3 separate regions of the Pan troglodytes genome follow, and regions 2 and 3 are each linked to region 1. A link is a contact called in public HiChIP or PLAC-seq data. All regions are on one chromosome and are shown on one strand. The core of a region is the stretch at or near the end of the contact, and the rest is flanking DNA. Distances in the headings are between cores, read along the strand shown.

Region 1 (3,502 bases), core at 275-2,774:
GCTGTACTTCTACCTGTGCTTCCACCATTAGAGTATCCACCTGCTGGGTTTGTTTGCTGATGTATCCCTAACACCTAGAACAGAACCTGGCACATAGTAGACACTCAGTAAACATTTACTGAGTGAGAGGTTGAATGGATCAGATTTTGACCTGTGTTGCCTCCTGCCAGGACCCCATCTGCACTATATGCCCACCCAATGACCAGCATCTCCAGTGCATCAATTTCTTTAGGCCCAACCCATCATGTTTACATTCTGAAGAGAGTCAGTAGAGAGAGTTTTGAAGATACAGTAGAGTGCCCTATACAATTATCTTCCCAGATTTATCTGCAGTAGATCCATGAGAGTTGATAGTAGACCCATGCACATTAATGCTTGCTGGGGGCAGAAGGGGAGGTGATATGATGCAAGCAAGTACTTTCAACCCTAAGTCTGAAAAGTTGATGACTACACAAAATCACTTCAGGTAACTCCAACAGAAATATACACAACGGAGGTTGGGAGAAATGAGAGATCTGGAGGCTGGCTAGGTGGAGGAGGCAACACCTGAATTAGGGACTTAAGCTAGACCTTGAAGAATAGGTCATGCCATCACACTAACAAACTCACAGGGAGGCTCCCAAATTTTGGGAAAGTGTCCCCCAGAGACTTAGACTTTTAAACCAAAGCCTAATGTTTCACAAAGTCTTCTGAGACAGAATGACTAGCAAGCTTGTAGGACCTTTTTGTAAAGAGGATGTATATGGATTCGTACAGACACACATCTACATGCAGAACGTGACATTCTGTATTTGATGCATAAAACCACCTTGTCCCGGTCTCAGGGCAGGAACAGTGTCATACAGATTTTTGTGTCTCCACTGCTTTTGCATAGCAGCTCTTAGAGATTAAACGCTTTTTTTCCAAATATTTTATAGGTTTTTTGACATTAAAACGTTAGTCTCATCTGGGTGCGGTGGCACACGCCAGTAATCCCAGTACTTTGGGAGGCAGAGGCAGGAAGATCGCTTGAGCCCAGAAGTTGGAGACCACAGTGAGCTATGATCACACCACTGCACTCCTGTGACAGCCTGGGTGACACCGCAAGACCCTGTCTTAAAAAAAAAAAGTTAGACTTATGTTCTTTTCTAAGCAATAAAATTAGTCTTAGATATTGCCTAATATCTAAGACTACCAATTTTTGTGTAGAATGTAATACAAGCTAAAAAATACATTCGAAAGACTTTCTGTCCCCCAATTTATAAATCCTGGTTAGTTTAGCTAAGTCTGCAGTTGTGCTGGGATCAGCAATCCCTCCTTAAATGCAGGAGTATTGTGAGTGTGATGAGGGACTACCCCAAATCAAAATAATTTTAAAAGCAAACCTTAGCTTGCGAATTGGTTCCACTTTCTTCCTTGTTCCTTTTCCTTTACCAAGATGGCCGCTGTGTCGTTCGCTCCTCATTGGTCGGATTTTCCGCAGGTGCCGATTCTAGCCCCACCTACTAGCTCTCCGTTCCAAGTCCTAAATCATTGGGAATGTAATAGACAGACGAACGGGAGTGGGCGGAGCGGGCGCCGGATGTGACGTTTCCGGAACCTCCGGGTGTCATCCGCGGGGAAAGGTGGGGAAGGGTCCCGGGAACGTGGTGGGGCAGGGCCTCCGAGCGTGGTTGGACTTTGAAGGGGATCGGCCGCCGTGAGTGTGGGGCCTGCAGCCTACTCTCCCCGAGTCCCCTGCCCGGCCTGCCTCGCTCGAGGCACCCGACGGCTTCGGTCTCCGCGGGCTGGCGCCTGACCAGCCAGGCCCAGCGCTTCCCCGCCTACTGCATTTGAAAGATCCCGAAAACCCTGGATGATTGTGCCTGGGGTTGGCAAGTTGGTCTTGAGTGCCTTCAAGAAGGGTTCCTCAAGCAGTTGTCGATAGAGCCCTCCCTACTGTATACGACCCCTCCGCTCATTCCTGCTACTTCCTTTCTCCTCCTCGTATTTCCCCCTCGGTCCTTTACGCCGCCTTTCCCCCTCATTTGCAGATGCTGCATCCCCTTTTTGGAATTGCTCAACCGGGTGGTAACCGGCGCCGCTTCCTGGCCTTGGGAAGTGGTTCCTTTCTTAACCCACAAGAACCTCTCCCATGAGGTACTGAGATACAACAAGCATCCTCTGTTTCAGTTAACTTTCATGGGCCGTGGACTAGGTTTACTAATTACTTGGGGAGGTTTTAGATATGCTTGCGGCTTTCTGAGTCCCTAAGGAGGCCTCGTGAGAGATGGACTATCTCTGCATCCCTAGTAGTCCTCACGGCTTTTGTGCTATTAGTGAGGGTGTTTTAGAGGGGAAGGTTTGTGGAGGAATTGTGACCCGAATATTGAAGAGACCTAAAGATGGAATTGGCTGAGAGAAGACTACCCCTGAGGGAAGAGTTGTAGTAGAAAAGAAAAACTGGATAGATAAATGAAACTGAAATGTGAGGATGCCTGGGCGGATTGGAATCCTGACTGAAGCAAAAGATCTCTGTTGGGGAGGGCCAGTTGCCACAGGGCCTTGAATTCCAAGATTTATTCTACTGTAGTTTGTGTATTCTAGAGCATACTGATTAGGGTTTGCTGTAATGCAATGTGTATCAAATGCCCAGATTTATTTTGGAGATGATAGTGGTGATATCTGGTTGGAATTTGGAATCTGATTCTAATAGCAACTATATCTAGAAAGACTAGAATTACTGGAGTTTTGGGACACCAGGGGTTTTTGCAATGCAAGTTACCATCGTGCCTTTTTGTTATTCAGTGTTTAGTCAATGAAGATGAGTAAATGGTTGTTTTCAAGATTTAAGTCCCTTGCCATGATAATGATGAATGAATGATTTTATAGATTGACTATAGTGGTTTAGTGAGCAGAGTTACAATTATGAGCATTAATTCCCAGACCAGTTCCCCTAATTCACCTTGTGCTCAAATATGAAAAAGGACACCACAGAAAATGTCAGTTACTCTCAGATTAAGTAAAAATGGTCAACCTTGAAGTTAGTTAACAATCCTCAAGAAAGTTCACTGAGTGCACTCTGCCAGGTACGAGGGTGGAGGTATGTGGGTATCTGGAAGGAGAAATAATAGAAAGTAAAAGATGCTGCTCCCACTTTTACAGTGCTGTGGGCGGAGCCCCCTAATGGCAAGGAATTTGATTAACTTGAACTGAACCTTTGGTTGGTCCACTGTGGTTCTACTCCTTATACCACCTAATTATGGTACAGGGGTTGTACATTTTCTAGTCTGCCAGTACTCTCATCGTTGTGATTTGGGCTTCCTTGAGGGTCTCAGCCTTCTTGTAGGAAAGTCCTTATTTAATAGGAGCCACAGCATTTGGTATGTTTCTCTTATATTTTCTTCTTAAGGTAGAGGTCTGTGAGATAAACTGTAAGACTGTGCTGGGATGATGAGGGCAACGGTATTGATGCCATCTGTTTTTTCTGTCTCAGAACTTGGTCCTGATGTCTGACCATGGAGATGTGAGCCTCCCGCCCGAA
Region 2 (3,755 bases), core at 893-3,392, 560 kb after region 1:
TACTGCTTTGTCCCTACACCCATCTGCCCGACATCTTTCACTGATAATCTCATTTCTTACTATAATCAAACAATCCTGGATTCAACAGATGCAGTCCCATCTCTGCACCACTGTCAACTGCTTAAGATACTTTTCTAGTCTTGCAAGCCACACCCATCCTTCAAAGTCCAGCCAAAGCCCCACTACACTCCACACAGAACAAAGACAAATTTAAGAAAGGGATTTCTTAAACATAATGGAAGAATTAAATACAATTCCGCTTAGAAAAATCATAGTAGGCACAGCTGTCATCTAATACTTGGAGTCAACATTTTAGGAAGACGGGTAACACTTCTTTCCTGTTTGATTGTTAAGAGATAATCTAGGACCAACAGCATGGAAGTTGCAGAGATGTATTTCAGCAACATGAAGAACTTCCTTCTTGAGCTATTCCAAGAATAAAATGGGATGCCCTATATGTAGATAATTGCCCATTATTTTAACTGTTCAAGCCAAGCTGCAAAATTTGCCAAATTGGCAAGAATATTTTAGATAGAATTCAACACTACAGGGATAACTCGACTAGACTCACAGAATTTTAAATCTGAAAGAAATATTTGAGATCTTGTAGTCCAGACTCCTACCTTATAGGCCTGGACAGATAAAGTGACTCTCTCAAGGCAGCACATCTGTTCTGGAAAACATGGTCTCTAACTTTCAATCCAGTGATCTATACTTTTGCTACTCAGATTGTGTTCCATGGGCCAGCAGCATTAGCATCACCTGGGAACTTGTTAGAAATGCAGAACCAATCAGAATCTGTACTGTAACGAGATCGCATTACATGTGCACGCCATTAAAACTCAAAACGCACTGACCCATACTGCCCCTTCTAAATCCTGAATTTCTAATTCTGGAACTCCAATTCCCAAAAGGTTCCACATGTTAGCCAGAGGCATCACCCAAGAATAACAGTATATCCTAGTAAAATTTTCAAAATTCTACATACCATACCCCCAGTTGGAGATTCATGGTAAATATTATTAGCATATTAAAGGCTCTGCAATATTCTGTAGTAAAGTTTAACCACGAATTTTCGAACAGCTTTTGAAAACAAAATGCCTTTTTTAAAAAGAAAGTTATCATTATCTCTTTTAACATCTCATAGCTTAGGCTTTGGCAGTACATTAAGTAAAGGATGTCAATCTCTACCTCCTAGCTCTTCGCCTCTCGGTACCTTAAGTATACCTGAGTAGCCAGTGGTCAACATGGGTTTGCTGCTCTCCTCACTGCAATAAATGACGGTAAGTTTTCAAATCCCTGCCTCTAAAACAGCAGAGATCCTTATCTGTGTGATTTAGCTGTGGTTCTGTCTAAAGACAAGGGATGCGCAAGATGACCTCAAGGATCATCTTGCCAGCTAAGGCGGACCCCAGGAGTAGGATCACACACACAAGTCATATCCAGACTCCCATGCTGTGAGTCCTTTACGATTTTTCTCCCCGTTTGACACGAATTTCTCAACCATGTGCCCACAGGAAACCTGTAGCTCAGTATGGATTCAGGGGCGCCTCAGACGCTCGCAGGAACGGAGGGGAGACCCTTGCAGTTCTGGAGGAACTCTAAGGCGCAGTCACTCTGATCCCAGGAGAACACTGCTAGGCTGAAGAGCTGAGGTGGGTCAGACCGGCCTCGGGGCAAACGCTCAGGCGGAGCCCCCGGACCCTGGCAAGCGCCCACCCCTGCTCCAGCCCATCCCTGCCAGTCCCCGCCCCGCACACCGGGCTCGGTCCCCAGCCCACCGCCGGCAACCTCACGAACACGTAGGGGGCCGGCGGAGCAGACGGTTGGCAGAGTCGCGCCTCCGTACCTGCACTGTCAGGGGCTCCGCGCCCAGCTCCGACCCCACCGACGACCGACGCCCAAGACCCTGCGGGCCGGCCCCGCCCTCCCCGCCCTCGTGGGCTGCCCGACTCGCCGCCAGACCCTTCCAGGACCGCCCAGAACCCTTCGGCCCAGAGGCCCAGAGGCGTTCTAGGTCGAGTGAACCCTCTTTTCCCACAGTCCAGCCCTGACTGAAAACTGCGCACCGACCGCAGCCGGGATTACATCAATCAGGCACAAAGCTGGACACCTGGGACAGGATAAGCGCACGCGCACTGTGCCTGGGAAGCCGATTAGGACCATAAGAAATCGGCGTGTCGTGGCGAGCGCCCTCTTTCGGCGGAGGGGAGAAAGCGCAGAAGGGCTGGAGGACTCATTTGCAAGTGTTAAACTGCTAATTAAAACAATAGCGATAAACCATATCTCCTCCATTAGCCTGGGGGAGAAAATTAAATGTTGCTGCTACTCAGTGTTACCTGTCATATGGGGATACAGGCATTCTCATGCGCTTATGATGGGAATGTAAAATACAAATTTACATAATGGCATTTTAAAATTTTAGACATAGGTTCAAATTCTTTTTTTTCTTTTTTTAAGACAAGGTCTCGCTCTGTTGTCTAGACTGGAGTGCGGTAGCACGCACAATCATGGCTCATTGCGGCCTTGACTTCTCAGGCTCAGGCCATCCTCCCACCTCTCAGCCTCCGTAGTAGCTGGGTCTGCAGGCGCGCACCACCATGCCCTTTTAATTTCCGTTTTTTTTTTTTTGTTTTTTTTTTTTGTAAAGACGGGGTTTCACAATGTTGCCCAGGCTGGTCTCGAACCCCTGGGCTCAAGCGATCCAATCGCTTCGGCCTCCCAAAGTGCTGGAATTACAGACATGAGCCACCGCACCCGCCTGGGTTCAAATTCTAACTGCAATTTACTAGCCGTGTGAAATCTAGAGTTAGTTATTTACCTTACCCTCTCTGTGCCTCTGTTTTCTTATTTGTTAAAGTGAGAATGTTAATGATGGTACCTATCTCATTATGTTGTTAGAAGGATTAAGTTAATCCATGTAAAGAGCTGGAAATATAACTATTGTAATGTTATATTTATTTCAGTTAATCTCAGATTTAAAACAAACTGAAAAATTCATAAAGTTGCTGTAAGGGGCAGTAAGCAGTAGAAGGGATGCATTGAGTATCCCCTTTATTACTCCCCCCTTTTCCCTATTTCACCTTCTAAATATTTATAATTATTATTTTGAATAGATAATACGTTTACATGGCTCAAAAATCAGAACACTATTTTAGAATATACACAGAGAAACCTCCCTTCAACCCTGGTTCCCATCGACTCCATCCCCCTTGCCTGCTACAGATAATGCTTGTTATTAGTGTCTTGTTTATCTTTTCAGTGTTTTGTGCAAATATAAGCTCATATGAATATATAGTCTTACTCCTCCCGTTTCTTATGCCAAATGTAGCATGCCAGATACACTTGGCATAAGTTCTGTTTACTTAATCTATTCTGAAAATCTTTGTAAATCAATAAATTAGAGATCTTCCTCATTTTTCAGCTGCTTAGTACTCTATTGCATGGATACACATAATTTATTAACCAGTTTCTTCTAGTTACATACTTTATTTCCAGTCTTTTAGTATTACAATGTTGCAATGAATCACTTTGAACATAATGACATTCCAGTGTGAGCAGGCATATCTCTAGGATACATCTTGGTCAAATAATAAATGTATCTATAATTTTAGTAGAAATGTCTTCCATCTCCTTCAATTAAAGAAAAATAAAAAGTAAATATAAAGACTTTAAAAGATACTGCATATACATATTTTTAATTGTCGTAAAGCATACATAACATGAAATTTACCATTTTAACCATGTTTAAGTTC
Region 3 (3,425 bases), core at 511-3,010, 630 kb after region 1:
GAGACATTAGGGTAGTTAGAGAAGGCTTCTCTGAAGAGATAACATTTGCAATACCAGAGGAGCTTTTGAGCAGAGACCAGCAGGCGCACGGACCTTGAGACTGGAACATGTCTAGCAGAGTAAAGGAGAAGAAAAAGTGGACAAGCCACTGAAGGGCTGTACGCAGAGAAGTGACATACTTGGTTTACATTTCAATAGATTACTTTGGCATCTTTGTAGAGAATGAATCTTCGTGGAGACAAGAGATAGAAGTATGGAGAACAACTAGGAAGCTGTTGAAGTAATCAGCTGAGAGGCAGTGGTTGCTTTAACCAAGACGAAAGTGGTGGAGATGGAGAAAATCAGATGAATTATGGCTATATTTTGGAAGTAGATACTTGTGGGGAGGGGAATGGAGAGAAAATATATCAAGGCTAAGCCTGGGATTTTGGCTTGAGCAGTTATCCACCTGATACTCTCTATTGAGATAAGATTAAAAATAACAACAGACCTCTGGGAAAGCTGGTACAGTTTTGGTGCACAGGTCAGGCAGGTAACATTACTGATGCTTCTCCCCTTGAGAGTTAAGGACCTAAAGCTAAATGTCAGGAGATCTGGGAGGAGGCAGTATTTATGAAGAGGAACCTATGGAAGGTGTCCTGGAGAGGGTGCTAATTAATTAATATCCCGCCTCCGAAGGCCTGCGCTGCTCAAGACCCTGCCTTCCATGTCCCTTCTTTCCCCTTCCCCGATCTGGCCGACCTCGCCTCTCCATCTTCCTCCATTTTCAGACAGCACCCCGTCTCTGTCTCTCCCTAGCGAGCTCTGCTCCAGAAGGCGCGGAGTCAACCTTCCCCTATGCTGCCGCTGCCTGTGGCTGAGGGCTGCCCACCTCCCGCCCTCACAGAGGAGATGCTGCTGAAGCGCGAGGAGCGGGCGCGGAAGCGGCGGCTCCAGGCGGCGCGGCGGGCAGAAGAGCACAAGAACCAGACTATCGAGCGCCTCACCAAGACTGCGGCGACCAGTGGGCGGGGAGGCCGGGGAGGCGCACGGGGCGAGCGGCGGGGAGGGCGGGCTGCGGCTCCGGCCCCCATGGTGCGCTACTGCAGCGGAGCACAGGGTTCCACCCTTTCCTTCCCACCTGGCGTCCCCGCCCCCACGGCAGTGTCTCAGCGGCCATCCCCCTCAGGCCCGCCGCCGCGCTGCTCTGTCCCCGGCTGTCCCCATCCGCGCCGCTACGCTTGCTCCCGCACAGGCCAGGCACTCTGCAGTCTTCAGTGCTACCGCATCAACCTGCAGATGCGGCTGGGCGGGCCCGAGGGCCCTGGATCCCCCCTTTTGGCTACGTAAGGCCCTTAACCCGGACTCTGCGCCCTGTCCCATGCCCGCTCTTGAGTGTCTTCCCCACCCTATTAAATTACATCCGGTGCTTCGGCTTGTACAGAACTGGGGGAGTGGGATGTTGTGGGCAGACCAGTCTCCGGTATACAGGTATTTTGCCCGTGTCGGAGCTTGCGTCGATGCCTGGGGCTTGGAAACCACCGCAAAAAACCAGGCTGGTTTGCGCCCGGAGTCGGACCGACTTTTGGGACCCCGCCTCTTCCAGCCGGGATTACCTGGCGTGCTTCGGCGTTTGGCGTCATTCCGAAAACATACCGCAAGCCAATCAGCGGCAACCTTGCTATTCGGGGCGGCTGTTCGTTGGTTGATATGCCAGAGCCTGTTCTGTTGTCTGTATTGGCTATTGCCGCTGTCAGTCAGGGCCGTGGGTCGAACCTTCACCTACTCTTTGTCTGTACAAGCTCTTGTTGTCTGGGAGAGCGGCGGAGGCGCTGCTGTGGATTGGTCACAGGGAGAAACCTCTGATCTGTTCCTATTGGCCCGTCCGTCAAGGGACGATGATGATTGGTAGGGCAGAGCAATCTGAGTCCTAGTTGGTGGAGTTCTGCCCGGATGGAAGCTCCGGCCGCGGAGTGATGGTGGCCTCAGCGAAGATGGGCCGGGCAGGGACCATGGCGGTGGCAGCAGAGGTGGCAGGGGCGGGGCGGCTGGCGGTAGAGGAGGCTGTGGTCCTCAGGGGGCTGTAGGTGGAGGTATGGCTCGGGCCAGCAGCGGGAACGGCAGCGAGGAGGCCTGGGGGGCACTTCGGGCGCCGCAACAGCAGGTATCCCAATAGCTCCAAAACCTATCACGACAGCCATTTGTCTCTTTCCCCTTTCCTTGTCCCTTCTTTTTGGGGGTGGGGGAGGAACTCACGGAGCCACAGGTACTGTGAAGTTCCTAAACATGTCTCTTCCACTCTTTGTCTAAACTTTGTAACGTAGATGCAGCTGACTTTGCCTGTAGCCTCATAGACCCCATCCCATGGCTGCAGTGGAAGCTTGCGGTGGCTCTCCAGTGACCAGAGGCATAGTGAGGTCCCAGGGAGGCTCCCTCTGTCTTGCAACAGTTATTTGTGATCTTTTTCTATGTGCCTATTGTCACAACAGAGTCCGGCAGCGTCTTCTCTTGAGGGAGCAATTTGGAGAAGAGCTGGAACCCAGACTCGCGCCCTGGATGCCATCCTTTATCATCCACAGCAATCCCATCTGGTTGGGAGCACTGCTCTGGGTCTCACACTGCCCCTCCTCTATCCTAGGGGGCCTGAGGCCCAGGGGTGGAAAGATCCAGTTGCGGGTGGGGGGTAGTGAACCGTGCAGGATAATGAAAGCAACTTGCTTTGGAAATGACCTACCGCTACCCATTGTCTGAGACTGAGATTATCTCAGACTGTCTTCTGGCTTCTGCCAAAACACTCCCTTAACAGAAAGCACCGAGGGGATGGGGGTAGGGGGGTTGGGGAGGGTGAGGCTTGAGTGTGAAGGAAGTCTCATATATGCAGAGCTGAAATCTCCCTCTTTGTATGTCCACACTTTTGTCTTGTTCTCTAGACTGATTCTTGCTATTCCAAATCCTCTTCCACGTTGACAGCCCTTCAGATATTTCAACACTCCTCTCAGCATCCTCCACTTCCCCCATCTCTCCAAGCTGAACTTGGTTCACAGGGTGGGATTGTGTATGTGCATGCAGGAGGTGGGGGTGGACAGTGCCCTGGGCTGGAATCCCCCTTAGTTCTAAGTGCCTCCTTGCCCGCAGCTTCGAGAGCTGTGCCCAGGAGTGAACAACCAGCCCTATCTCTGTGAGAGTGGTCACTGCTGCGGGGAGACTGGCTGCTGCACCTACTACTATGAGCTCTGGTGTAAGTCTCCAAGAGGGCTATTTCCAGGTCCCTGTGTCCACCCTCCCTTGGACCTTAGAATTTCGGCCTTCAGGGCCCCTTCTCTGCATGAAAGATGCCTGAGTTACTCCCTCCTTGCCTCTTGCAGGGTTCTGGCTGCTCTGGACTGTCCTCATCCTCTTTAGCTGCTGTTGCGCCTTCCGCCACCGACGAGCTAAACTCAGGCTGC

The links. HiChIP or PLAC-seq counts read pairs in DNA pulled down with a chosen protein or histone mark.
Region 2: a contact with region 1 is called in an H3K4me3 HiChIP or PLAC-seq map of stem cell-derived excitatory neurons, with 2.2 times the contacts expected there. The contact joins the promoter of DCTN1 here to the promoter of STAMBP in region 1. A contact is called at or near these places in 1 of 7 Hi-C or Micro-C datasets (stem cell-derived neural progenitor cells) and 1 of 1 datasets of contacts at active chromatin or transcription factors (stem cell-derived excitatory neurons).
Region 3: a contact with region 1 is called in an H3K4me3 HiChIP or PLAC-seq map of stem cell-derived excitatory neurons, with 4 times the contacts expected there. The contact joins the promoter of WBP1 here to the promoter of STAMBP in region 1. A contact is called at or near these places in 1 of 7 Hi-C or Micro-C datasets (stem cell-derived neural progenitor cells) and 1 of 1 datasets of contacts at active chromatin or transcription factors (stem cell-derived excitatory neurons).

Annotation. Positions count from the first base shown.
Region 1 is chr12:48,925,388-48,928,889 of NHGRI_mPanTro3-v2.0_pri, reverse strand. STAMBP (STAM binding protein) reads left to right here and starts at 1,524. Exons shown (of 12, transcript XR_010149362.1): 1 at 1,524-1,604; 2 at 3,455-3,502. It overlaps LOC134807886 (a long non-coding RNA gene), which reads right to left and starts at 2,133. Exons shown (of 2, transcript XR_010149363.1): 1 at 1,365-2,133.
Region 2 is chr12:48,363,480-48,367,234 of NHGRI_mPanTro3-v2.0_pri, reverse strand. DCTN1 (dynactin subunit 1) reads right to left here and starts at 2,142. Exons shown (of 28, transcript XM_515556.8): 1 at 1,850-2,142.
Region 3 is chr12:48,295,131-48,298,555 of NHGRI_mPanTro3-v2.0_pri, reverse strand. WBP1 (WW domain binding protein 1) reads left to right here and starts at 1,760. Exons shown (of 4, transcript XM_001159082.8): 1 at 1,760-2,143; 2 at 3,115-3,217; 3 at 3,345-3,425. The coding sequence starts at 2,075. It overlaps INO80B (INO80 complex subunit B), which reads left to right. Exons shown (of 5, transcript XM_001158449.7): 5 at 799-1,409. The coding sequence ends at 1,329.